Linked DNA regions of Mus musculus: region 2 is linked to region 1. Evidence: chromatin contacts called from public Hi-C data. All regions are on one chromosome and are shown on one strand. The core of a region is the stretch at or near the end of the contact, and the rest is flanking DNA. Distances in the headings are between cores, read along the strand shown. Region 1 overlaps Prkag2 (protein kinase, AMP-activated, gamma 2 non-catalytic subunit). Region 2 overlaps Galnt11 (polypeptide N-acetylgalactosaminyltransferase 11).

Region 1 (5,212 bases), core at 847-3,346:
GCTTTGGGGGCTTCTCAGGTGGGGTCGTGAGAAGCTTTGCAAAGGGAGGTCTTACCTTCCGAGATGAATGCTTTTCTGAATTCTCCACATCTCCATCCAGGAGCGGCATGGCAAAGGAACTCAGGTCCTGGGGGGTAAGAGAGCACACAGTCAAAGCCATGGCCCACGGGGCACGTGTGCATGCTCTGGGAGGGACCCACCTCCCTCTCTGACAGGCCTCCTAGGGTCCACACACTTGTAAGGATACTGGGAGGAATGAAGTGGTCTACAGAGACGCTGTGTCCCTCCCTCTGGCTACCAGACTATGGAAACAGTGGAACTGAGACTTGAACCTCTGGCCCTGTATTGAAATCTTGAGTCTCCTGCCAAGGCTCAGAAGACGGCCTTAGAGGGTAAGGGGACCACTGAGCCCCCTTGTTCCTCTTTGTAACATGGCACACTGAACGAAGACTTTCCTGCTTTCCACTATGGCTTGTCTATTCAGCTGGTATACGAAGTGTGAGCCTAGGTAGGGATGCCAGGCCCAGCCACCAGCCCTAACAACTCCCGCAACATGGGGATGCTCACCTATATCTCCATTCCCTTTCAGAACGTCAAGCCAAATGTCCAACAGCAGCCACTCACACCCCCAGCAAGGAAGACATTAGGCAAAGCCACAAGCCAAGGGAATGGAAAGATCCGGGGTCAAGGCAGGCAGGGTGAAAGCACTGGCTCTGGGGATGACTGGGCAATGGCTGGTAGATGGGACTTTTCCTCCTGACTTGAAACCTGAGGCCTCTTTGAATGGTCCAAGGAAGTGTGTCTTCTGTAAAGATGACCACACTTGTGGAGGGTGGTGCTGGAGCAATAGATAAAGCTTGATGGCAGAGGTGGAGATGATGGGGAGGGCTTGCATTGGCTTCTTTTCCTATTGCTGGGATTAGATGCCCAGATCAAAGCACCTGTATGGAGAAGGCACTTCTCTTGGCTCACAATTTGGGTACAGTCTACCAGGGAAGCCGAGACAGCAGGAGCTTGAAGCAGCTGGTCCCTCACACCCATAATCAGGACCAGAGGTCACAAGATGCAAGTTTCTGCTCAACTCACTTTCATAATTTTAGACCCAGTTCAGAATACCCACCCAGGGAATGGTCTGCACAGAGTTAAGATGGGTCCTTAATTAATCTAATCAAGATCCAGTCAAATTGACAGTTAACACTAACTGCCACAGGGGACTAAAACAGAATGGGGAGGAGTGGGTAGCTTGTCACCGAGTCAGAAATAAGGCAGATGCTTTGCTCTGACTCTCCAGCCCTGCTCTTCCTGTGCCCCACAACTGGCCTTGGAAGACGCCTGCACACCAGATGGGACCACCTGGCCACCCTGGAGACTATAAAAGTCGTCATCCTTAACACACCATTGTTGTTTATCAAAAAATAATTGGAATAAAATATAAACAATAAGAATTATCATCTGCTCTCTCTCTCTCTCTCTCTCTCTCTCTCTCTCTCTCTCTCTGTGTGTGTGTGTGTGTGTGTGTGAGTGTGTGTGTGTGTGTGGTGCCGGCATGAACCCAGGGTTTTACACATGCTAAGCAAGCGTTGTACCACTAAGCTATCCCCATCCTCAAGCTAACCCTCTGTAAATAATTCAGTGGCTGCTAAGTTACTCATGTGATTTTACCTCCACCACTATAACTGTCATGACTGTGCTATGTCAGAAACAGGCAGACATGATCATGTTTTCCTACAAAGTCCACATTACTGAATAACAACTCATTCACTAGCTACAGAGTTTCCTCGGCTAGTTTGTCCTTAGTCCCTATTTTCCTACATAGTTGGCGGAGGCAAACACACACAAGGTTCATTTATTCCAACCTTAACTGCTAATATTAGCTCTCAGTTCACACATTCCAAATCACACAGTAAATACATCTGTGTGTACATATAGTGTAGGTGACAGAAAGCCTCTGAAGGGTTCAGGAGGCCAACAGAGTTCAAGGAGTTCCAAAGAGGCCTTGAGGAAAAGCAGAAGGGGGAGGCTGATAAGGATGCAGAGGGAGGCAGAGAAAGACGCTGGGTCAGATACAAACCCAGTCAGAGCCCAGCGTTTGCAAGCCCAGCCAGGCCACAGAGTCAGAGTTGAGTCATGCTGCAGAAATGAGGTGTGAGATACTTGCTGGTCACAGGGGTGACAGAGGCAAACTACAGAACTAGTTCCAGACAGACAGATGGGTAGACTGATGGACAACAGATTCGAGTTGACTTTATCAGAGCTGAGACCACATTAAGCTAAAGTCTCAGACAGCTGGGACAGTTGGGAGTTCTCTGCCTATTGTACACACACACACACACACACACACACACACACACACACACACACACACACAGAGAGTTGCTCAAATGAAATGCCCAGAGGCTCATGTATTTGAACACTTGATGCTAAGTTGCTGGTGCTCTTTGGGAGACAGGAGGTATGACCTTGCTGGGGAAGTGTGTTACTGGGGATGGCTTTGAGAGTTTAAGACTGCCTGCCATTTCAAGTAGCTCTCTCTGCCTCGTGTTTGTGGTTCAAGATGTGACTGTTTCTTGCTCCTGCCTCACGCCAGCTCCTTGTTGTCAAAGCTCCTGCCTCATGCACTCATTCACATGCGTTCTCTCTCTCTCTCTCTCTCCCTCTATCTCTATGAGTGCACACACATGTATACACAGGTTCGTACACATATACACACACACATGGACATGTGAGTATGGGACAGTTGGGAGTTCTCTGTCTATTGTACGTACACACACACACACACACACACACACACACACACACACAGACGCGCGCACGCATGCGCACACACAGTTGCTCAAATGAAATGCCCAGAGGCTCATGTCAGATCATCTGGTCAGATGACAGGCTAGAGGGAACATATCCCTCTCGGCGGATGGGTGAGGGTGAGGAGGTCACACCCTTGTCTCAGCATAATGTGTTAGGTAAGTTCTTATGCTTGGTTTTCCCGATATAGTTTTAATACCCTCATGTGCTAAAGTGGACTCAATTTACTCTGATGAATCGTGAGGGTGGTTATCTCTTTTACTTTGGGAATATGCCATTTAACAGTCTGTGCCGTGGGTGGTACGGGGCAGATGGTGTTGTTTACATGCCTAACAAGTTGCAGAGTCATTTTCAACCCTCTGTAAACTGGAGTCAATGGCAGCATGTAAAATGGAGTCTCTCTCTCTCTCTGCATGAGGCACTGCCTGAAAACCATTGCTCTGCACAGTATGGAGTGACTGAGGGCAGGGCGCAGACTGATCAAAACAGAATCTATTTCCAGACACTTTTTATCTCTCTGAGAAGACACTCTTCAGCCTCCCTCCCGAACCCTGGTGGCAGCACCCTGTGTCATCTCTGTGAGTCTGACAACTCTGAGGTCTGCAGAAGGGAAGTAGACACAGTCTGTCTGTTGCTGGCTTACTACAGTTAGCACCGGTCCTCAAGGCTTTAAGAAGAGTACATCAGCTTCCAGTTTCTGTCTGTGCCCTGGAGCTGACCCTGTGCCAAGCTCTCCATACCCAAATCCTGCTGGGAGAGAGCTGGTCTCCCAGGAGTGCTGACACACAGGCTTATAGGAGGGACACGCCATTGTCAGAGACAGCAAGACCAGCTAACACCACAGATAACCAGCTGGTGAGAGGCAAGGGCAAGAACCTAAGCAAGAGAAACCAAGGCTATACCGGGCGGTGGTGGCACACAACTTTAATCCCAGCACTTGGGAGGCAGAGGCAGGCGGATTTCTGAGTTTGAGGCCAGCAAGGCCAGCCTGGTCTACAAAGTGAGTTCCAGGACAGCCAGGGCTATACAGAGAAACCCTGTCTCGAAAAACAAAAACAAAACAAACAAACAAACAAACAAACAAAAACCAAGGCTACTTGGCATCATTAGAACCCAGTTCTCCCATTACAGCAAGCCCTGGATGCCCCAAAACACTGGAAAACCAAGGCTCTGATTTAAAATCACATCTCATGATGATGATAGAGGACATTAAGAAGGACATAAGTAATTCCCTTAAGGAAATACAGGAGAACACAGGTAAACAGGTAGAAGCCCTTAAAGATGAAACACACACACACACACACACACACACACAAATCCCTTAAAGAATTACAGGAAAACACAACCAAACAGGTGAAGCAATTAAACAAAACCATCCAGCATCTAAGAATGGAAATAGAAACAATAAAGAAATCACAAAGGGAGACAACCCTGGAGATAGAAAACCTAGGAAAGAAATTAGGAGTCATAGATGCAAGCATCATCAACAGAATACAAGAGATAGAAGAGAGAATCTCAGGTGCAGAAGATACCATAGAAAACATTGACACAATAGTCAAAGAAAATGCAAAATGCAAAAATCTCCTAACCCAAAACATCCAGGAAATACAGGACACAATGAGAAGATCAAATCTAAGGAAAATAGGTATAGAAGAGAGTGAAGATTCCCAACTTAAAGGGCCAATAAATATCTTCAATAAAATTATAGAAGAAAACTTCCCTAACCTAAAGAAAGAGATGCCCATGAACATACAAGAAGCCTACAGAACTCCAAATAGATTGGACCAGAAAAGAAATTCCTCCTGTCACATAATAGTCAAAACACCAAATGCACAAAACAAAGAAAGAATATTAAAAGCAGTGTACTGGCTGGTTTTGTGTCAACTTGACACAGGCTGAAGTTATCACAGAGAAAGGAGCTTCATTTGAGTAAATGCCTCCATGAAATCCAGCTATAAGGCATTTTCTCAGTTAGTGATCAAAGGGGAAGGGCCCCTGGTGGGTGGGACCATCTCTGGGCTGGTAGTCTTGGGTTCTATAAGAGAGCAGTCTGAGCAAGTCAGGGGAGGCAAGCCAGTAAGGAACATCCCTCCATGGTCTCTGCATCAGCTTCCTGACCTGCTTGAGTTCCAGTCCTGACTTCCTTGGTGATGAACAGCAGCATGGAAGTGTAAGCTGAATAAGCCCTTTCCTCCCCAACTTGCTTCTTGATCATGATGTTTGTGCAGGAATAGAAACCCTAAGACAAGTAAGGGTGAAAGGTCAAGTAACATATAAAGGCAGACCTATCAGAATTACACCAGACTTCTCACCAGAGACTGTGAAAGCTAAAAGACCTTGGGCAGATGTCATAGAGACCCTAAGAGAACACAAATGCCAGCCCAGGCTACTATACCCAGCAAAAATCTTA
Region 2 (5,212 bases), core at 1,536-4,035, 220 kb after region 1:
TTATGGGTGCCTTTTTACATCTGCTACCTGGACAGTTCTGCTTTTCATTTATTTTAACTTCAGTGAAGTGACTCAGCCCCTTAGGAATGTGCCCATCAAGGGGTCTGGGCCCCACGGGCCATTTCCCAAAAAATTCTACCCACGTTTCACTCGAGGTCCAGGTCGGGTATTAGATCCACAGTTCAAAGCAAACAGAATCGACCGTTTGATGAATAATCACATTGAAGATCCAGATAAAGGCCTCTCAAAATCTTCCTCTGAACTAGGTAAGTAATCAGGTCTGTACTTTTTAAATTGTGTGACACCTAAGACTAGAAGTGTGCCATTGTTCCCATAAGTAACAGAGTTGTAATTAAATCTGTACTGGAGCTGCTGACAGGGAAGATGGTTGAGCTCTGAACCCAGAGATCATAGGCGACCCCCCCAACCCCACACCCCAGTTTTTTGAGTTGGGGTTTCTCTGTGCAGCCCTGGCAGTCCTGGAACTTACTCTGTAGACCAGATTGGTCTCAAACTCAGAGATCCTGCCTGCTTCTGCCTCCCCACTGCTGGAATTAAAGGTATGGGCTACCACTGCCTGCCATAGGAACCCTTTTTATATAAAAGCTTATGTGTAAATTTTTGTGGGGCATGGGTATAAAACTGGAGACTACTGTGGTTAATTGGGATGAAATAATCTATTGCTTTTATGGAACATTTTCAGTATTTTTCCTCCGGTCACAGATAAATTTGTCTTGTGATTGTAATAAGATGTTAATTCATTTTTGTTAATTCATTTACTTGGATTTTTTTTTTTTTTTTGAGACATGGTTTGTCTGTGCAGCCCTGGCTGTCCTGGAACTCACTCTGTAGACCAGGCTGGCCTCGAACTCAGAAATCCGCCTGCCTCTGCCTCCCAAGTGCCGGGATTAAAGGCGTGCGCTACCACGCTCCCCACTTTTTTTTTTTTTTTTTTTTTTGCGATAGGGTCTATGTATACCTAGCTGGCCTGGAACTCACCCTGTGGTCCAGGAGAGTAATCTACCTGCCTCTGTCTGAGTGCTGGGGTTAAAGGTATGTGTGTCAACGCATACAATGTTCTTAGCGTAATGGTTTGAGCAGGTATTCAGGGTTCAGGCACACTTGGTGTGCATTAGATTGATAAGTATCTGATGTTGGCCTCAGCTTACTCATTTAAAGCCTGAACCTACAGTCAAGTTGAAAACTGTGGTTGTGTAGTGTGATGATAATGGTGAAGCCAAGGCTCTGGGGAGACCATCGTATCGCAGTGGGTGGTGTGATCATCTTTTTTCAGAGTAACTTCACTCTCTTTCAGGTATGATTTTCAATGAACGTGATCAGGAATTGAGAGACCTGGGCTACCAGAAGCACGCCTTTAATATGCTCATTAGTAACCGCTTGGGATACCACAGAGACGTGCCGGACACCAGGAATGCAGAGTACGCTCCTTATTTCTTCCCTTTCTAAATCTTTTTCTTCTTCAGTTTTGGAGACAGGGTTTCTCTGTGTAGCCTTGGTTTTTCTAGTAGATTAAGATTATTATTTTTCTGTATATATTAATACTGGAGATTAATATGGCAGCAATTAGTTCTTGACCAGCTTTTCCCCCAAGTAACCACACAGAGACCTTTTAATATTTCCAAGCGTTGGGCCTTAGCTGGGCAGACAGACATTCAGCTAGCTCACCTCAGCTAAGCGGAGCCTAGCTCCATCCAGCCATGTGGCTGTGCCTTCCAGGCTGTGGTTATGCCCATCTTCTCCCGTGTGCCTCCTGGCAAAAGGCCTTCCTTCTTATTCTTAGAGCTCCAGTCTCTCTCTTAGGAAGTTCCGACTTCTACTTCTCCCGTGTGCCTCCTGGCAAAAGGCCTTCCTTCTTATTCTTAGAGCTCCTGTCTCTCTCTTAGGAAGTTCCGACTTCTACTTCCTGCCCAGCTAATTGGCCATTATTATTGGCTTTTTATTAAAGTCAATCAGAGAATGCTTTGGATAGGTTAGGAAGGACAGAGACAATTTCACACAGTATACCCCAACACTTGCTCTGTAGACCAGACTAGCCTGGAACTCAGAGATCTACCTGCCTCTGTCTCCTGAGTGCTAGGATTAAAGGTGTGCACCACCATTGCTAGACTGGAGTTTATTCTTTAAGTTGATAACTGTTGTTGGTCAAAGCCACTTATCAAGAAGTTACTATGTCCATGAAAGCTCTTATATCGTCTAAGAATTCAGTTTTCTTAAATCCTTTTTACACTATTGGGTAAAAACTAAAAATTTTGTTGAAGACAACGTTTTCTTACTGTGTTTCCATTGTAAAACCTCATTGAGAGGCTGCACTAACCTAGCACTGCACAGGCAGTGACTTCACCACCTCATTAACTTCTCCACCCAAAGGAAGAAACCACGCCTAAAGGTAAAATCATTAACATAATGTAAAGCAAAGAGTAAACCAGTGCTTTCTAAATGCTTAAACGTCACTATAATGTAAGATAGAAGCTGAACAAGGTAGCAAGAAATTACCTAAGACATTTGCTTCATAAAATACCAGCTTTTCTTGTTTTGATTGTTAAAGGTGTAGGAGGAAGTCCTACCCGACTGACCTGCCAACTGCTAGCATTGTCATCTGTTTCTACAATGAAGCCTTTTCTGCCTTACTGCGGACTGTGCACAGTGTTGTGGACCGCACACCGGCCCACCTTCTTCATGAGATCATCCTTGTGGATGACAGCAGTGACTTTGGTAAGTGATGCTAGGAATGGTCACCGTTCATGGGCTCTTACTCACTGTGTGATGAAGCGACAGCTGGGCTACAGTCTATCCATTGCTATAGGATGATTTTGTAATCTGTCTACAGTGTTATTCAAATATGCCCTGGGGGAATTTCCCTTTGGTTTGCTTTAAAAATGTCCATTATGAATGAAGCTCCAATTCATAGGAGCTTAAGAAGACTTCCACTTGCCCTTCACCCAGTTTCCCGTGTTGGTTGTGTTTCCTACTTAGAGTACAGTGTAAAAAGCAGAGCTCCATAGTGGACAAGTGACAGTTTATCTTTCATGAGTGCTGTTAGCACCAGCACAGCCCTGAGAAATACACTGCACCGCCCAGCAGCCCCTGGTACTCCCCTTAGAGCTGTACTCTGCCTTTGTGCCCCTGAAATCCTTCCCTGGCATCTGGTAACCTCTGATTTTTGTCATTTCAAAAGTGTGATGCAAATGGATATGCAGGTTGTCCCCTTTTCAGATTGGCACTTTTGACATGGTACAGTGTGGTAAACCACACTGTAGAGTAAGTCTGCTACACCAGTTATTTCCAGACTAGAGTGAGCAGCATTCAGAAAGCTATTAGATGTTACCTGAATGCCAGTTTTCTGAGACTCACTATGTATTTTAGGCATCTTTTTTTTAACTGTAGATTTTTGCAAAGAAAAGTTTTATACTGTTTTACCCCTGTTTAGCTCTCAGCTTCCTTCAAGGTGGGTGGGATCCATTTTTACAGAGACGGAGATACAAAAATAAGTGACCTAGCTGGGTGTAGTGGTACATACCTTTAATCCCAGCACTCTGGAGGCAGAGGCAGGCACATCTCTCAGTTCAGGGCCAGCCTGGTCTACTAAGTTCCAGGACAGCCAGGGCTACACAGAGAAACCCTGTCTCAAAAACAAATAAAACAAACAAAAGAAGAAAAGAAGGAAAGAACGAATGAAAGAAAGAGACTTCCCAGAACCTAATTTGAATAGTAGAGTTAAGATTATGCCTAGTCGCCTGGCTTCCAGCTGTTTCCCTTTAGCACAGCACTGCAGGCACAGTGATGGGTGGCCCAGAGAGGCATTTTCCATGTACTCAGCATCATTGGACCGTCTACAGCACTAGCAGAGCTGTACACTTAGGGGCTGATGAGCGAGCACAGCACTCATGAGACCTGGGTAAATAGAGAAACTTTATGGGCAAAATTTTAGAAAAGTTCATAGACACCAAAACTTACCATTTTTGTTTGTTTTGGGTTTTGAGGCAGGGTCTCTTTTTATAGTCCTGGCTGTCCTAGAATTTGCCACACAGACCAGGCTGGCCTTGAACTTACAGAGATCTGCCTGCCTCTGCAACCCTAGTACAAGGGTTAAAGGTGTGTACCAGCACACTCAGCTTGTAAAGACAAGAACATCTTTTTTATAGTCTAGGTTGGCCTCAAGTGGCTTTCAGGGCACTTGAACTTACAACAGTCCTCCTGTCTCAGCCTTGAGTGCTGGGATTGCAGGCAAGAACCTTCACATTTGACTTCATTTCAAACATTTTCTATGGAAATATACGTCTAAGGCTGCAGTTCCTCATGGCTGGGCTCCAGCTTTGCTCCTGGTTTCTCTTCCACAGAGGGGACTAGGATGCTTTATAGTGAGGCCATCTAACACATTTCTTTGATCATGTGTAGATTTTGGCACACATGGCAGATCCATTAGAAATAGAAGATGCTTGCTGTATGTCTTGTGTGGTGTAATAATGGAACTGTCCATTTTAGATGATTTAAAAGGAGAACTGGATGAGTACATCCAAAGATACCTGCCTGCAAAAGTCAAGGTCATAAGAAATATGAAGCGCGAGGGATTGATCCGAGGACGAATGATCGGAGCAGCCCACGCTACAGGTATATCCACGCTGTGGCTCTGTGGTGCTGGGCACCTACAGAGGTACACAGAAAGCCATACAAGACGAGCTACTGTTCTGTTGCTTCGAAGAGACACCATGTACAAGGCAACTTAGAAAAGAAAGCATTTAATTTAGGGCTTATGACTTTAGAGGGTTAGGCCATGCGTGACAGCAAGCAGGCAGACATGGCACTGTAGCAGTAGCTGAGAACTTAATCTGATCCTCAAGAAAGAGGCAAAGACACAGCTAACGAGGCCTGCCGGGGGCCTTTGAAACCTCAGAGCCCACCTCTAATAACACACCTTCTCTGACAAGGCTGTACCCCCAATCCTTCTTAAACAGCTCCACCACTGGGGACCAAACAGTCAAACATGAGCCAGTGGGAACCACTCTCATTCACACCCCCACACCACATTTTCATTGGCTGTTGCCCAAAGGAATGAAGAAGAGTTCTGTCTGAAACGATTTTATAACTGCCTTGCTGCCCCAAAGCACAGAGTACAGAGATCGCTGCTTGAACCCTCACTGGCCTTTTTCTGTAGTGGCCTCTCAGTTAATTATTGGCCTCTCAAACAGGTTTC

What was found. A called contact is a pair of places that touch in the nucleus more often than the background predicts.
Region 2: a contact with region 1 is called in a Hi-C map of uterus, with 4 times the contacts expected there. The contact joins two enhancer-like sites. A contact is called at or near these places in 4 of 484 Hi-C or Micro-C datasets (embryonic fibroblasts, liver, stem cell-derived neural stem cells and 1 more), 1 of 115 datasets of contacts at active chromatin or transcription factors (kidney) and 3 of 9 other capture datasets (adipose tissue, macrophages and pancreatic islet).

What each region holds. Positions count from the first base shown.
Region 1 is chr5:25,028,410-25,033,621 of GRCm38.p6, forward strand. Prkag2 (protein kinase, AMP-activated, gamma 2 non-catalytic subunit) reads right to left here. Exons shown (of 16, transcript NM_145401.2): 2 at 56-127. Among named protein-coding and RNA genes, the nearest start is that of 1500035N22Rik, 45 kb to the left of the region's middle. Within about 2 kb of position 2,097, at least 84 of the 459 cell types and tissues checked have an H3K27ac peak or open chromatin away from gene starts, as enhancers often do. A contact at or near this core is called in uterus, where this site is marked.
Region 2 is chr5:25,247,521-25,252,732 of GRCm38.p6, forward strand. It overlaps Galnt11 (polypeptide N-acetylgalactosaminyltransferase 11), which reads left to right. Exons shown (of 12, transcript NM_144908.4): 2 at 1-266; 3 at 1,316-1,439; 4 at 2,567-2,733; 5 at 4,504-4,629. Among named protein-coding and RNA genes, the nearest start is that of Galnt11, 27 kb to the left of the region's middle. Within about 2 kb of position 2,786, at least 6 of the 459 cell types and tissues checked have an H3K27ac peak or open chromatin away from gene starts, as enhancers often do. A contact at or near this core is called in uterus, where this site is marked.